Regions from separate parts of the Mus musculus genome. Here region 2 is linked to region 1. Evidence: chromatin contacts called from public HiChIP or PLAC-seq data. All regions are on one chromosome and are shown on one strand. Each heading gives the region's core, a stretch centred on a gene start, on an enhancer-like site or on the middle of the called end of the contact. The rest is flanking DNA. Distances are from core to core; before and after follow the strand shown.

The links. HiChIP or PLAC-seq counts read pairs in DNA pulled down with a chosen protein or histone mark.
Region 2: a contact with region 1 is called in an H3K4me3 HiChIP or PLAC-seq map of forebrain, with 4 times the contacts expected there. The contact joins the promoter of Afg1l here to the enhancer-like site in region 1. A contact is called at or near these places in 4 of 39 promoter capture datasets (3T3-L1-derived adipocytes, embryonic stem cells, hippocampal neurons and 1 more), 1 of 484 Hi-C or Micro-C datasets (LSK cells), 5 of 115 datasets of contacts at active chromatin or transcription factors (bone marrow-derived macrophages, embryonic stem cells, forebrain and 2 more) and 1 of 9 other capture datasets (liver).

Annotation. Positions count from the first base shown.
Region 1 is chr10:42,336,316-42,343,239 of GRCm38.p6, reverse strand. It overlaps Afg1l (AFG1 like ATPase), which reads left to right. Exons shown (of 13, transcript NM_145743.2): 9 at 2,988-3,058; 10 at 3,315-3,415. Among named protein-coding and RNA genes, the nearest start is that of Foxo3, 63 kb to the right of the region's middle. Within about 2 kb of position 3,374, at least 26 of the 459 cell types and tissues checked have an H3K27ac peak or open chromatin away from gene starts, as enhancers often do. A contact at or near this core is called in forebrain, neural stem cells and stem cell-derived neural progenitor cells, where this site is marked.
Region 2 is chr10:42,474,802-42,481,725 of GRCm38.p6, reverse strand. It overlaps Afg1l (AFG1 like ATPase), which reads left to right and starts at 3,161. Exons shown (of 13, transcript NM_145743.2): 1 at 3,161-3,463. The coding sequence starts at 3,325.

The sequences.
Region 1 (6,924 bases), core at 2,125-4,624:
TCAAGGTCAAAGGGAAGATGACCCGCGGAGTTGTTCTCTGGCCTCTGCTGTGCTCCGTGGCCCACACGTGCCTGCACATACACACCCTACATCCATACATGATAATATATAAATATATAAAAATGCTGGGGTCTGAGTAGAATGAGGGAGGGAGGATAAGGAGATAAAAGGTTATTTGTTAAGGAATTTGAGAGTATCTATTTATGATAAGAATTCCCTTCCTGCTTGCCTTTATTTTGTATCAATTTGGTTAAGTGTAAACACACGGAAATGTGTCATAGCTACCCATGCTACGTGCTTTAAGGCAATGTGAAGATAAGGCGCCTGGCCTCCGCAGTAAAGCTTACTCCTATGCCCAAGTGCCTGCTAGCTTCCATGGGCAGCAGTCAGGTGCCGCATAGACCACTTTTATAAGATGTTTTTGGCTTTGTACCACTTAACACTAACACCTTTTTTCTATTTTGGGACATCAGTGTATCTGTTTACAGTAGGGTAATAAAATTCTTATAAGACAATGTTAAAATAAAAATAATTTTGTGCTGGGTGTGGTGGTACAGTTCTATATTTTAGTGCTCAGGAGACGGAGACAGGAGGATTGCAAGTTATAGGCCAGCCTAGACTACGTGATAGGCAGGATCCTCAAAAATAAATAAATCAATAAATAAAATAAATAAATAAATAAAATGCAACACGAAATCTAACAATGTCGTAAAGGAGCGGTTGTCGCCGTATGTGTCATGCATGTGTGTGTGCGTTAGGCAGGTACTGTCCTGATGGGCTCTGCCCCTATTCTCCTTGCTCTAGTTTATATGCCTCGACAAGTACATTGTTAGGACCAGTGAGATGGCTCAGTGGGTAAAAGGGCTTGTCAGAAAAGCCTAGTAGCCTGAGTTCAGTCCCCGGAACCCATGGGAAACTGACATGGCAAGGCAAGGCACGCCCCCGCAACATCACCACTAATGATAAGTAAAGTAATTTTTAAGTAGATCATTAACCAGGGACTGTAGAGGCTAAGGCAGGGGGAACACAAGTTCAAGGTCAGCCTGGGCTATGTAGTGCCACCTATTTATTTATTTATTTCTAAATTAGGTTTGGGAAGATGGCTCAACTGGTAAAGTGCTTGCCATGGAAGCATAAGGCCCTGAGTTTGGATCGCCAGCAGCCATATAAAAGTCGGGTGCAGAGTCCCACTTCTGCAGTCTCAGTGCTGCTGGAGGTGGGGCGGGGGTGGGGCACAGACTCAGAGACAGACAGCCCTGCAGTCCACGGTCAGTCATTCTAGCCAACTGAGGAGCAGCTGAGAAAGATACCTAATGTCAGCCTCTGGCTTCACACACACATGCACTGCACACCTGTATATACATACGTGTGCTTGTGTGTGCTTGCGTGTGTGTGCTCACAGGAGCATGCACGTGCACATCCCTTCTCAAAAACATTGTGTGTAACTCTACTGCATGGTAGGAGTTGTTCTATTGAATCCAATGTGGTCTGTGTGACATCGATATTGACTTTGCGGGGTTTCTTGATATATTTAAATTTGCTTTCAGGGCTGATTAAAGTGCTGCCAAGCCTTAGGACTGGAGATGAAGGTGGGGAATCACATGGTAGAAAGAGAAAATTAACTCGCACAAGTTTTTCTCTGGCTTTCACATGGAATGCAAGCGTAATTTTAAAAATTACTTAAAAAAAATTTTTTTTGGTGATTGTCTTTAAATCATTCTTTCCATAGTTCATTTAGTTCCTTTAATGTGGCTTAATCTGAAGGTCTTATAGGGCTTTATGAAACTCAGGTAGCACTCCCTATGGCGTCAACCATGCAGATGATATCTTGGAAACCTGCAGAGGTGGGCGGCCTCTTTGTGCTGACTGCAGCTGTGCTCTAAGTTGCTGCTGCATTTGCTGCAGCTGAGGAGCTCCGTGGTTGTGTGTTAAATGTCAGCAGCCTGCTAAGAAAGATTCTGTTTAGTCTAAACTTTATCTTAATGACTAGTTTTCAATAAAATTGAAAGGATGTCAGTCACTTCCACAATTAGCTAAGATTGATTTGTTTCAAAATTAAGCATATTGTCAGGTCATCTTGTGCAAGTTTGTGTGCGGGATGAGAGGAAACTTAGATTCGCACTTGAAGGGTTTTTTGGAATGGCCTTTCTTCTACCAGTTATTTCTCCTATTGACTGTTAATTTATCAACCCTTCTTTGAAAAAAAAAAAGTGAGAAGAAAAGAGGCCACAGCACTATCACATCTCTATATGTGAGCTCCTTAAACCATATGGTGATTTCTAATTAGAATACAAAAGACTGGGTGGTAAGACTCACTCCATAGCCTGGGCAATGAGGGCCTCACAGAAGGAGGGGGCGGGGGTGGGATTCCAACAAGGACATTTTTGAGAGAAACTGGAGTCTATTCTTGTCCTTATCCTGACAGAAGTCTGTCCTGAATGTGTTCAGACGCATAGAAGTCTGATAAAGTTTCTGAGGTGCTGATTAAGTTGGTGTTTGGAAGCTAGTGATCTCATCCTGAGAGCTCGATCCTCTCAGCCGGTGGCTTGACTTGGTTTTTCTCATTCTCAAAACACCCTCAATCTTTAATTCCACGTGTACCCTCTCAATGGCGATTTCAAAGGATACTTGCTGGATGCTTGACTGCCTTGCCTATTTGCTCTTGTTTTGCATGCAAGAGAGAGCCAGAAGCTTTCTTCTCATTGTGTACACATAGTATTAATGGATTTACTCCGCCTGTATTGTCTCATTACTGGAAACATCTAGAAGCTCAGAAGTCTTTCAATGTATGCAAATAAGGCAGGATCATCTACCTGAGAGTTAATATTCACTGCTTTTAAGTGTATTCTAAATCTAATGTTTGTATTTAGAGCATAACATCCTGTTCTCCTTTTTTTATGGGCAAAAAGCTAAGCAGGCTCAGGCAGCTGTTTGATGTTGGCTTCAAGTGTTATTAATTTCATATTCTATTATTCTTTTCACTGTAGCACAAGTGAGGCTGATGTGGAGGCCGTCGTGGATAAGTTGTTTGATGAGCTGGCTCAGAAACAAAATGATTGTACGTAAGTTAATTTCTCTTGAAAGAGAATACATTTAGAACACAATGCCCAATCTCCACTGACCAATTAATAAGTTCCATTGCTGTATACGGGTTGATGCCACACTCAAGTGGCCGTCATTGTATCAGCATTTTCTCTAATTTATGTGTTGAATCATGTGCTATTATTCATCAAGCTATGCATTTCCTATCTGTAAGAGATGAATTTTATAGTAATTATCCAGACAAGATTGAGTCTTTGTTCATGTTCCCATAGTAACTAGCCCAAGGATTCTGAAAGTGCAAGGCAGAGAGCTGCGGCTGAATAAAGCCTGTGGAAGCGTTGCCGACTGCACATTTGAAGAGCTGTGTGAGAGAGTAAGTATCCAGGCCTGGCCAGACTCACTGGCCTTTTCACATGTTAAAATACTTCATGTTTTCCCCTCAGCCAGCTTCAGATTTTAAAACGCCATTCACAGAGTCAGAACGGAGGAAGAAATCTCCCTAAGGGACATTTTTCATCCATTTACCGAGCAATGTTTGTAGGTTCTGGCACAAAATCTGCTCTTTGAAGGGCTTTCAGGAAAAAAAAAATCAGAAATGCAGAGACAACTGTCAACTGTTGCTGGAAGCAGAAGCAAAATCAGTGTCATATATGGCTCTATTGTGAAAGTCACATGTGAGGGGAGTAAGGAAAACTGAGGTGTAAGGGATGGCAAGATGGCACAGTGGGTAAGGACACTTGCAGCCAAGTCTGGCCATCTGAGCTCTGTTCTCCATGGTCCCACATGGTGGAAGAAGAGAGAGCAACTCCCACAGGTTGCCTTCCAGCCTGAGCATGGATGCATGGAATAAATGGTAAATGGAAAAAAATTTTTTTACAAGGAGAAAAAAAATGAGGTGAGATTAGTGGGGATGAGAAGCAAGATAAGCAATTTTACTGTGATCTCAGGAGACGCGGGTAAAGAGCTGCATATTTCAGATTCATTGTTCAGCTGCCATGCTGTCTGAGCTGCTGGCCAGGTGAAAGAACATCAATTTAAAAAAAAACTATGACACTGGTATTATAATAGAAGTAGTTTATCTCACAGATGGAATATTTGCACACACACACACACACCCATATCAGAACATCTTTGACCACAAATCCTCTGTAAATATGAAGTCTTTTCAAAGTGTGGGGGTCTCAGTGCTCAGTAGAATACTCGATGTGATTATCCTGTGTAAATCCTGAGGCGCTCGAGTAACTTTCCACAGAGTTCCTCAATCGAGCATCCTCCCAGGCCCTGATTCCTGGCTTTAGCTAGTCCAAGCAGAGCTGTTTTGAGGCACAGAGAAGCTTGCTCTCATTTCTATCTGCTGAGTGTTAACCGAGTGTGCTTCTCAAAAGCCGCTGAGCTACTCCTAGCAGGCAAGCATTCGTCACCTTTAAACCACAGATGAGTCCAACCCGCAGTCATTTAGCTCTTTAGAAGGAATACAATTAGGATTAATTAAGACTCTGATGGAGAGGCAACCTCTGATCCCCACTGTGGCTGGCACGACTCCTTCTTCTCTCCCAGCGGCAGTCTTAACCCCCTATTACCTGTACCTGCAGGGGGAAAGTCCACTTGGACTTGTGCTTAAGTTTCACTGTCTTTGCTAAATCAGACTCCCTGGTCAAGGGTAAAGGCCCTCCTCTCACTGAGGAGGCCTCCAATGAGGGGAACCGGCAGGCCGTGGGGTCCTGGAGGAGGTCGGGGCCCTCTCGTGGAGCACGTCCGAGGGTCGGCGTCTCTCGACTAGGTTCATTAATTCTGGACACTTGGTATCAGAGAGGGGTTGTTTAGAATCCAAAATCCCTTATCGTCTTTTTTTCTGTGCAGTGGGGTTGGAGGGAAGAAGGTTAATCAGGATTTAATATTGAAAAATGAAATTAATACCGACACGGCTCAGCTTTATTTGACAAAAGTTTGGGCCTCATGACAACTGTGAACCAAATTCTCAAAATCAACAATAAGACAAGACTTCCATTTATTTTGGCGTAACCAACACACTATTGTATCCTTCACTTTGTGACTGGCTGTTCAGTTGCATAGGAAACCCCTTCTATAAAATGCTCCAGAATTTCATGATTTCTTGCTATCCTTTAATGCATGAACATTCCAGTTGTTTTCTTCTGGAGTTTTTAACGGGGTCATTACCACAAAATGCCACTGACTGCCTAGCTTTCTCTCCTCTAGTTAGATAGACCCCCTCACTTGCCAGTGACATGCACGGGTAAGTCAGCATTGTTCCCTTGTAGCTGGGATGTTTTCTGAATCAGACAAGCCCTGAGTGACTGACAGGTCGTTGGCTCGGAGATGCAGTGGGATGTGGTGGGATGCAGCGTAAGCTCACTATGGAGAACTCTGAGGAAGGGCTAAGTTTTTAAGCGGTCAGTTCCTTACTGCCATTTTCTTTATTATGGTGGTTTTTGCATTTCTTTGCAGCTTTATAATTGCGACAATTCAGAGACTGAATGTTCCACGGAGAGGATCCTTGAGATCAATCAACTTCAGATTAAGCCTAAAACTCTTAATTAGTTATGATGATCTTATGAGCAGACTAAGTAGCTGCCACAAGATAGTCAGGCAAGATAAAAACAACACATCCAACCCAAGTCCTTGAGTAAACACTGGGGGCTGGGTCCACGTTTGGGTCACACAGTGTAGTCTCTGGAAGGCCTGAGACCCCCTCAGCTGCCACCATGGACATCATTAGGAGAGCATCGTCCCCTAAGGAGCAAAAGACTGATACTGCAGTGAGGAATTTTGAGCCATGGGGGGAAATACTATTTTTGTGGACTTTTAAGTGGGTAGCAGCTTGTGTATCCGTGTGTAAGTTAAAGAGGGAATGGAAGGTTTAACTTGAAGTACTGGACGTGCTCCATAAGTCAACCATCCCACCCTCTGCACCCCTCTCCCTCCCTGCTCTAAGCATAGTCTCACATCTGTAACCCTGCAGATCAACCTCTGCTTTCGTGGTATCTCTAGTATTCTCTATTCTATCTCTTCACAAGTCTGATTCAGCATTGCCATGCTTAGATCAGTCCAGAATAGGACCCCCTAGCATCCATATAAAAATGACAGCTAACAGAACCATGCATGAGGAAGCCATCATTCCAAGTGTTCGTTATTTAGTAGCTTATTTAGTGCCATGATAAATAGGTGCTATTATTGTCCCATTTTACAGATGAGGAAATGGAGGCATTTAGATGTTAAGTAACGTTCATTTGGTCATATAGCTAGTAAATAGCAAAAGGAAGACTTGAGCTCCTTACTGGTTTGAGGGTTAGATGCTGCATTCTTCACCTCTCCGTTATGGCCTGGGTTTTCTGGACAATTCTGTCTCAGTTCATAAATAGAGTTCAAATTCTGCCATGAAATCCACTCAGATTCCTTGCACATTTCCACATCTGAGGTCAGCTTTGAGACACCGATAGAGCATGACGCTAGCTGAGGAAGCAGACACCGCCAGTCCTGAGAGGTCCTTAATACAAATTCCGCTACTTTATCAGAGCGCCCCCAAAGGAAAGGGAGGCCAGAGATGTGGTGCCCTTTCTGGATCCAGAGCCATGGCGTGTCTAGTAGTTACTTATATCAGGGATTTGTGTTGAGTAATCACAGTATGCAGGAGCCCCTGTGAGCCCACTGGGGTGAGATTTCCAGCAATGGTGCTATAGAAATGGCAGGTAAAACCTGCTGAATGCAGACAGTGGCACCAGACTGTGCAGTGTCCTCCATAGCTGGGCTCTCACAGAGGAACAACACAGCAAAAGCCAAGCCAAGCAGACTCTCCATCTAAGCTGAGGCCACATAGAGTGGTCAGCTGACTGGTTTTGTTAAGTTTTGACTCTGAGAACATGC
Region 2 (6,924 bases), core at 1,912-4,411, 140 kb before region 1:
GGGAATGTTTTAGGGGCTTTACCTTTTTAAGTCGGGATCTCACACTAGTAACAGCAGAAACATATGTGAAAGTTTCCTTATAATGGTGGACCAGCCAGGTAACAGGTCCCTAGGCCTTAACACTCCATGTGGACCTTAATATTTTACCTAGGTCCTAACAGGGTGGGATAATAGGATGTGGCTGATGGGTGGGTAGACAGGTACAGGGCAGGTGAGGTCATGGCTGGTGGGATGCACAGCTGAAAACTCTTTTTCTCTGCTGCCACAACTCCTTCCCCTTGGCACTGATCACGGTGAGTCCTATAACTGCCATGGGAAGTCTCACTGCCTCTCTGTCCCTTGGTTCTGCAAGATGAGTAGAAACACTACACATTGTGTTCCACAAGCTTCGTGGAATCAGAGGGGTTGGAGAGAGCATAGCTTTCCTGAACAGGATGGCAGAAACCAAAGCCCAGAAGACACCAGCACCTCTGTGATGTTGGTCTGGGGTCGGGGGGGGGGGGTGGGTGGTAGAAAGGGACCACACACCCCACATTCTCCAGTGTGGATGCTGGGCTCCCTCCATGTCCCCTTCCCAGCAGTGGCATTAAGAATCATGGGTGACTCTGCAACACTTTCCAGTTTTCCGTAACAACCCCTCAGGTCCTTTAAACAGTACACTTTGTATTTTTACTGAAATTACTCTTTCAGTTTAAAAAAAAAATCCTTATAAGCTAGACGTGATTCCAGGTCTGGGGACACAGCTGTGAGCATACCAAGCACAGGGAGCCTCAGTTCTTGGAAGAGCAGATAATAAACTAATCACCTAGCAACGCACAGTGTTGTGGTCTGAGGCTGAAGTGTCACTGTTTACCTACTGTGCACAGCACCTTCAGTTCAGGCTCTGTAGTGTGTAGACTATACAGTAGGTACCATATGGTGTTGAGTGTTGTGGAGAACATAAAATTGGCAGTGTTGTGTGAAATTATAATTTTATATAAGACGAGAATATAAAATTGGGAGTGCTGTGTGAGACTTATTTATTTATTTCAGTTCTGGGTAGTGGAAGACCTTTTTAAAAAAACCAGCTTGTGAGCAGGAGAGACAGCGGAACAGTTAAGAGCACATGGACTGCTCTGTCAAGAGGACCTGGGTTCAACTCCCAATACACATGCAGAGGCTCGCAACCATCCATCTTCAGTTCCAGGAGATTTGGTGCCTTCTTCCAGTCTCCTTAGGTACTAGGCACACATGTGATACATAGCTATGTATGCTGGCAAAACACTCATAAACCTAAAAAAAATTTAAAAACAGGTTGCTTCAGCCAGGCAGCGAGCGGGGCGGCACACTTTTTCTATCCTAGCACTCAGGAGGCAGAGGTAGGCAGATCTCTTTGAGTTCAAGGCCAGCCTGGTCTATGGAGCTAGAGTTCCAAGACTGGATGTGTACATCAGCAGATACGGTTGTTCTGGTCAGAGCTTGGAGAGGGAAGAAGGGAGGGAGGGAGGGAGGGGGGAGAGAGAGAGAGAGAGAGAGAGAGAGAGAGAGAGAGAGAGAGATCCAAATCCATCTTTGAGATCCTGACTGGAAGCTTGGGTTTAAGTCGTAGGAAAGAGGTACAACAACTCAGCCGTCCAGGTCAGGTGTGACCTGTGCATCACTGGCCCACCATTGCCCAGCTCCAGTGTGTCCTACAAGCTGGTTCTGCACTGTCTGAACCGTGTGACGTCACTTCCGGGAGCCCAGCTTCTCCCTTTTCTGGTTGGCACCAGGCTTCAACCTTTTCCTTGTCCCAGCGTGGGATTCTTGGGAGCAGTTTGATTTCTTAGGGCCATTGTTTCAGTAGTGCAATAGCCAAAGGGAAAGAAGACACAAGTGTCTCTTTAGACTATCTTCAGTCCCATCGGGGTGGGTACATACTTTGACATATTAGCAGAGAAAAGGCTTGAAGTTACTCTGCCATACTACACCTTCCATTTCCTGTTTCTTCAGAATTCCTCTTCTGGTGACCACAATTTGGTTTCCTGGAATTCTTCTTAGTGTTCTCTTTTTTGGTCACACAATTGAAACTTTGTTTCCTCCTTCCTAGGAATGCTAGACTTTCTTGTTTTCCATAATTCCCAGCTAAATGTTCAGGTCTTTTAGATATGATCCACGGTTGAAGGGTTTACTTTTTTGTTGTTGTTGTTGTTGTTTTATTTATTTTTAAGGATGTAACTATGTAGTTGGACTTCTAACCCTGCTGTCTACATTTCCCAAATGCTAGGATTGCTGTTTGTGCTTTTTCTTCCCAGACTGGTGAATCTTGGGCTTCCTGCTAACTAGGCAAACACTCTATCAGCTGAACACCACCCGACAACCCCTGGGAAGGTCTTTGTCTTTTGTTAAAAGTTAATCTTGTATGGACTAGAGAAGTGGCTCAACTGTTTAAATAATGTGTAACTTATGCAGCCGACAAGGGTTTGGTTCGTAGCACCCACGTTGAGTGGCCCACAGCTGCCTTTAATCTCAGCCAGCTCTGGGGGGATCAATGCCCACTTCTGGCCTCCAGAAGAATCGCTTTCAATATAGGACACACACACCTAGACAAAAATATAATCTCCGTACTCCTCCACAACAGTGCTCTCTCCTTGATCCCACTATTGTCTTTAGCTGCAGCGTTCATCTAGCCAAAGGGTCGCCAGCCTCAAATGAGGGCAGTCGCAAATTCAAGTGGTCACACCATCCCATGACTGCCACATCCACCAGCTGTCAGTCTGGGCCCTTTGGCTTTCCTGTCCCACTTATAAGCTTCTTCAAAGCATGAAAACATGTGCTATATAGAAGATAATTTCTATTACTCAACAGCTCAAACAGAAAGTGGCAGAAACACATTTCAGGTACCCTTCAGAGACACGTTGGACACCGAAAGAAAAGTAAATTGAGGCTATATTATAGCAGATTGGACGAGGTATAATATATACCTCTTGGTCACCTTCATATTATGCGGTCTTAGAAGGTTCACGATTATTACTACAAGCTACAATTGGTTTCTCAGGCCTGGAGAACTAGGGTTTCAGTGGGGGCGGGGTGGAGAGTTGGTTCTAGCCGCCTCTCAGCGGGGTGGGGCGCACCCGCGACTGTCAGGACACGCCCCCTCAAGGCGCGAGGCCTCTCGGGACTTGTAGTCCCAAGGCCCACCGGAAGGCGTGAAGGGCAGGCGTTGCAGCCTTTCTAAGCTTGAGGTCATCTCTCTTTAACGCTCTCTCATTTTCAGGCGTGGCCTCCTGGAGCGCCACAGCACCCGGCTGCTCCGTCGCGTCTTCTGGGTTACAATAAAGTTTTCCTCCCTGTACGGAGCTCAAGATGGCGGCCTCCTGGTCGCCCTTGGTTACTCTGCGCTCCGCCGCGCGCAGCCGGCTGACTGGGAGAGGTGTTGGGTGCGGGGCGCGGGTCGTCGCAATCCCTCCTCCGGCCCCTGGCCCTGGGAAACCCCTGTGGAAAGGTCAGTGACCGTGTCACGAGCGGGCCGCGCAAGGCCCTGGGGTCACCCCACTGTCTGATCCCTCCCAGCTGCACCCGTGGCTTCACAAGTTGTAAGGATCCTAGAGACGAGTTCGTGTCTATTGACCTTTTGCATCTCGTTGCCCCAAAGAGCGCTGAGCGCCTCAGGCAGCTGCCCAGAGTAACTTCCATTTGAGGGTCAGAGGCCAACCCAGTTCTTCCCCAGGTAACCCAGGCCTGGAGAGGGCAGGTGTGCAAGAGCCCGGCTTGGAGGGATGGGGGTAAGCAAGATGGGGTTGGTGTGTGGGGAGCCTTTCACCCCAACCCATCTGGGCTCTTAAGGCTGGTGATGGACTTAATGGTCATGTCAGTCAGGGACCCTATGCCCCCTCCCCGCCCATTTTCTCGATGCAGTCTTAAATTCCTAGGGCATCACTTTGTCTGTTTGTCTGTCATTTATCTGTTTTGCCCCTGACCTTCGATTCTTTCGTTCTACTGTCATGTGTCTGTGAATGAGTGGTTAGCCAAATTACAATCACGTGGTCTCACTGTGTGGTACAGGCTGGCCACGAACTTGAGAACCTCCTGCTGCTCTTTCCCAGAAGTGCTAATTTTACCTCTCTTCACTGGACTGGTTTCTCAAAAGACAGCAAACCCTGTGTCCTTATTTCCTTGGCACGTAGGATGGTGATTGGTGTCTGATGAGCAGATATTTTCAAATGAACGACGTTATTCTCATGGTCTTCCTCAGTCACCTTTCCTCATCTCCAAGAGCTTCTTTATATACCTTCAAAATCGGATATAATTTAACAGAGTATATATATGCAAATGCCGATTCTCATCGTCTCAAGATAGGTTTTTTTCCCCCCTCAGTCATTGAAATAAATACCAGACTGTGAGCTTTACATGGCCCACTTAGCAAAGGGCCTTGCTATCAAGCCTGAGTTCAATCCCTAGGACCCATATGGCAGAGGGGAAGTACCAACACCCACCACTTGTCCTCTCTTGCGCGCGCGCACGCGCACACACACACACACACACACACACACAAAATAAGTAAAGTAAAAAATATTCCTTTCTATTTTATAAACAAGAGAAATGCTGAAGTATAAATCTCATTAATTGAGTCTGGATTACAGTTTCTGCCCCTTTCTTTACTCCCCCCCCCCACACCCGCCATCAAGAAATAACCCCAGGAGGGTTATTTCTTTTTCCCCTCTTGTTTGAAGTTTCATTTACAAAGCTGGCTTAAACAAAGGCAGGAAGGAAGCCTTGGGAGAGACCATGAGGACAGGAAGGGCAGGATTTGGCTTGATTTTCAGCAGTACTGTGCTTTGAACCCAAGGTCTCCTGTGCACTAGGCCACCCTTCTGCCACAGAGCTATAGGTTCAGTTCTTTTTTTTCTTTTCTTTTTTTTTAGTTTTTTGAGACAGGGTTTCTCTGTATAGCCCTGGCTGTCCTGGAACTCACTTTGTAGACCAGGCTGGCCTCGAACTCAGAAATCCTCCTGCCTCTGCCTCCCGAGTGCTGAGATTAAAGGCGTGTGCCACCACCAGGCCAGTTTTAACCCTCTTAATAGTTAAGGGAAAGCCTTTTCTCAGACAGCAAAGGGGCCCTCTGTTCCAGGGCTCAGGTGCTGATCCTGAGGCTAGACTATCACAGCAGATTTGAGACTGGCTTGTGCTACATAGTGAGTTCAGGTCTAACAACAACCAAGAAATCATATTAGCCAGTGGTGTGTAGGTAGAAACGTGACAACATTGTTAATTCATATGAAGTCTTAAACTAAATGTAAGGAGTTATATGAATGAGTTGGGCCCAGCCCTCGGAGGGAGGCAGGATTACAGTACTCAAGTTTGATAGCTAATATGTGATGAGCCCTTTTCTTTTTTCTTAAAACAATGTACACACTCACATGCAGACACATGTAGCATGTAGATACACACTTTTTTTGTTTGTTTGTTTGGTTGGTTGGTTGGTTTGGTTTGAAAGAGGGTCTTGGCTGGAGCTGGCCTGGGGCTCACTTGCCAGGAGTTCACTAGCTTCAACCTTGCAACCCCCTTGTGTTGGCCTCTCAGCTGCCATTACAGGTGGGAGCCACCAGCCCCAGCTGAGCCTTTTCTATACTCTAGGCTGACTTCTAATCGGCTCCTTCTTTCTTACAATCCGAGTTTCGTTTGTTTTTCCAGCCATGTTTGGAGAGAACAGCCTATGACTCTTACTGGTTTTTGTGGTTCTGAGGGAGAGGGGCCAGAGATGAACTTGGGATGGGGTCTGCCATTTGGGTTCAGAGAGCCCTGGATGCCGAGGGGGCTGTGTAGGCTTAGTGAGATAAGGTAGTGGAGGGTTCTTGGAATAAATGTGGTTGAGTCTGTTTCGGCATGCGTGCTCCTGGATACACCAGGCATTGGGGGTTGGGGGACGATGCTGAGGCTGGAAGGAAGTTCAAATCTTTGAGAAGGCAGTTTGGTTATGCTGTGGTGGGGAGGGAATTCAGACATGGCTTCTTGATAGAATTGACAGTCCTGCAACAGATATGGAAGATTAGTTAATATCATTGTGGAGTTCCTAGTTTGGGCTACGTAAGGGAAACTAAGTCAAGATGGAAAAGAAACCCAAAGAGGCAGTTCCATTGTTTTTGGCTTAAATTGTTGTTATTGTTTTCTTAGCTTATTTATGTATTTATTTATTTTATTTATATGGGTACTTTTGTTTATATTATATTCATATGGGTATTTTATTTATGTGGGTGTATGTGTATCTGTATACCAGAAGACAGCATCAGACAGTTGTGAGCTACCATATGGGTGCTAGGAAGTGGACTCAGGACCTTTGGAAGATCAGGGAGTGCTCTTAACCACCGAGCTATTTCTCTGGTCCCCTGGTTTTTTTTTTTTTTTTTTTTTTTTTTTTTTTTTTTGTGCGTTTTGTTTTTTAAAATAAAACAACTCAGACCCCTTGGAAGGACAGCAAGCATTTATAACCACTGAGCCACCCCCCCCCAGCCCCGAGATTTAGTTTTGATTGGTTAAACTTAGGGTGTTGGTGATGGTGCTAGTTGTGGGGTGTGGGGAGGGAGGGAGGAATAGGAGGCAGGTGGAGCAGGAGAACGCAGGACTTGCCTGGGCAGGTCTGCAGAGTGGAAAGCAGAAACAACAAGTGTAAGTCCCAGGGAAGACTTAAGACACATCATGAAGAATAGAGAAGGCGTGAACAACTGGGACAGATACTGAAAGGGAGGACATCTCTCGGTTTTACAACAGAAAAAACCCTCCTGCCTAAAATTCTGCTTTATTTGAGTTAGCCTAAGAAGAGTGTGTTTCATAGGGTAAGAGGCTGTGAGAATCAAATCTCACCATTTGTTGTAGCACAATCTTGGGGCATGTACTGTATTTTTAGGTGTTGCTATTGGATGATACCCTGTTCTGTTCAGCTCACTGCAGTCTCATCTCCTGCACAGA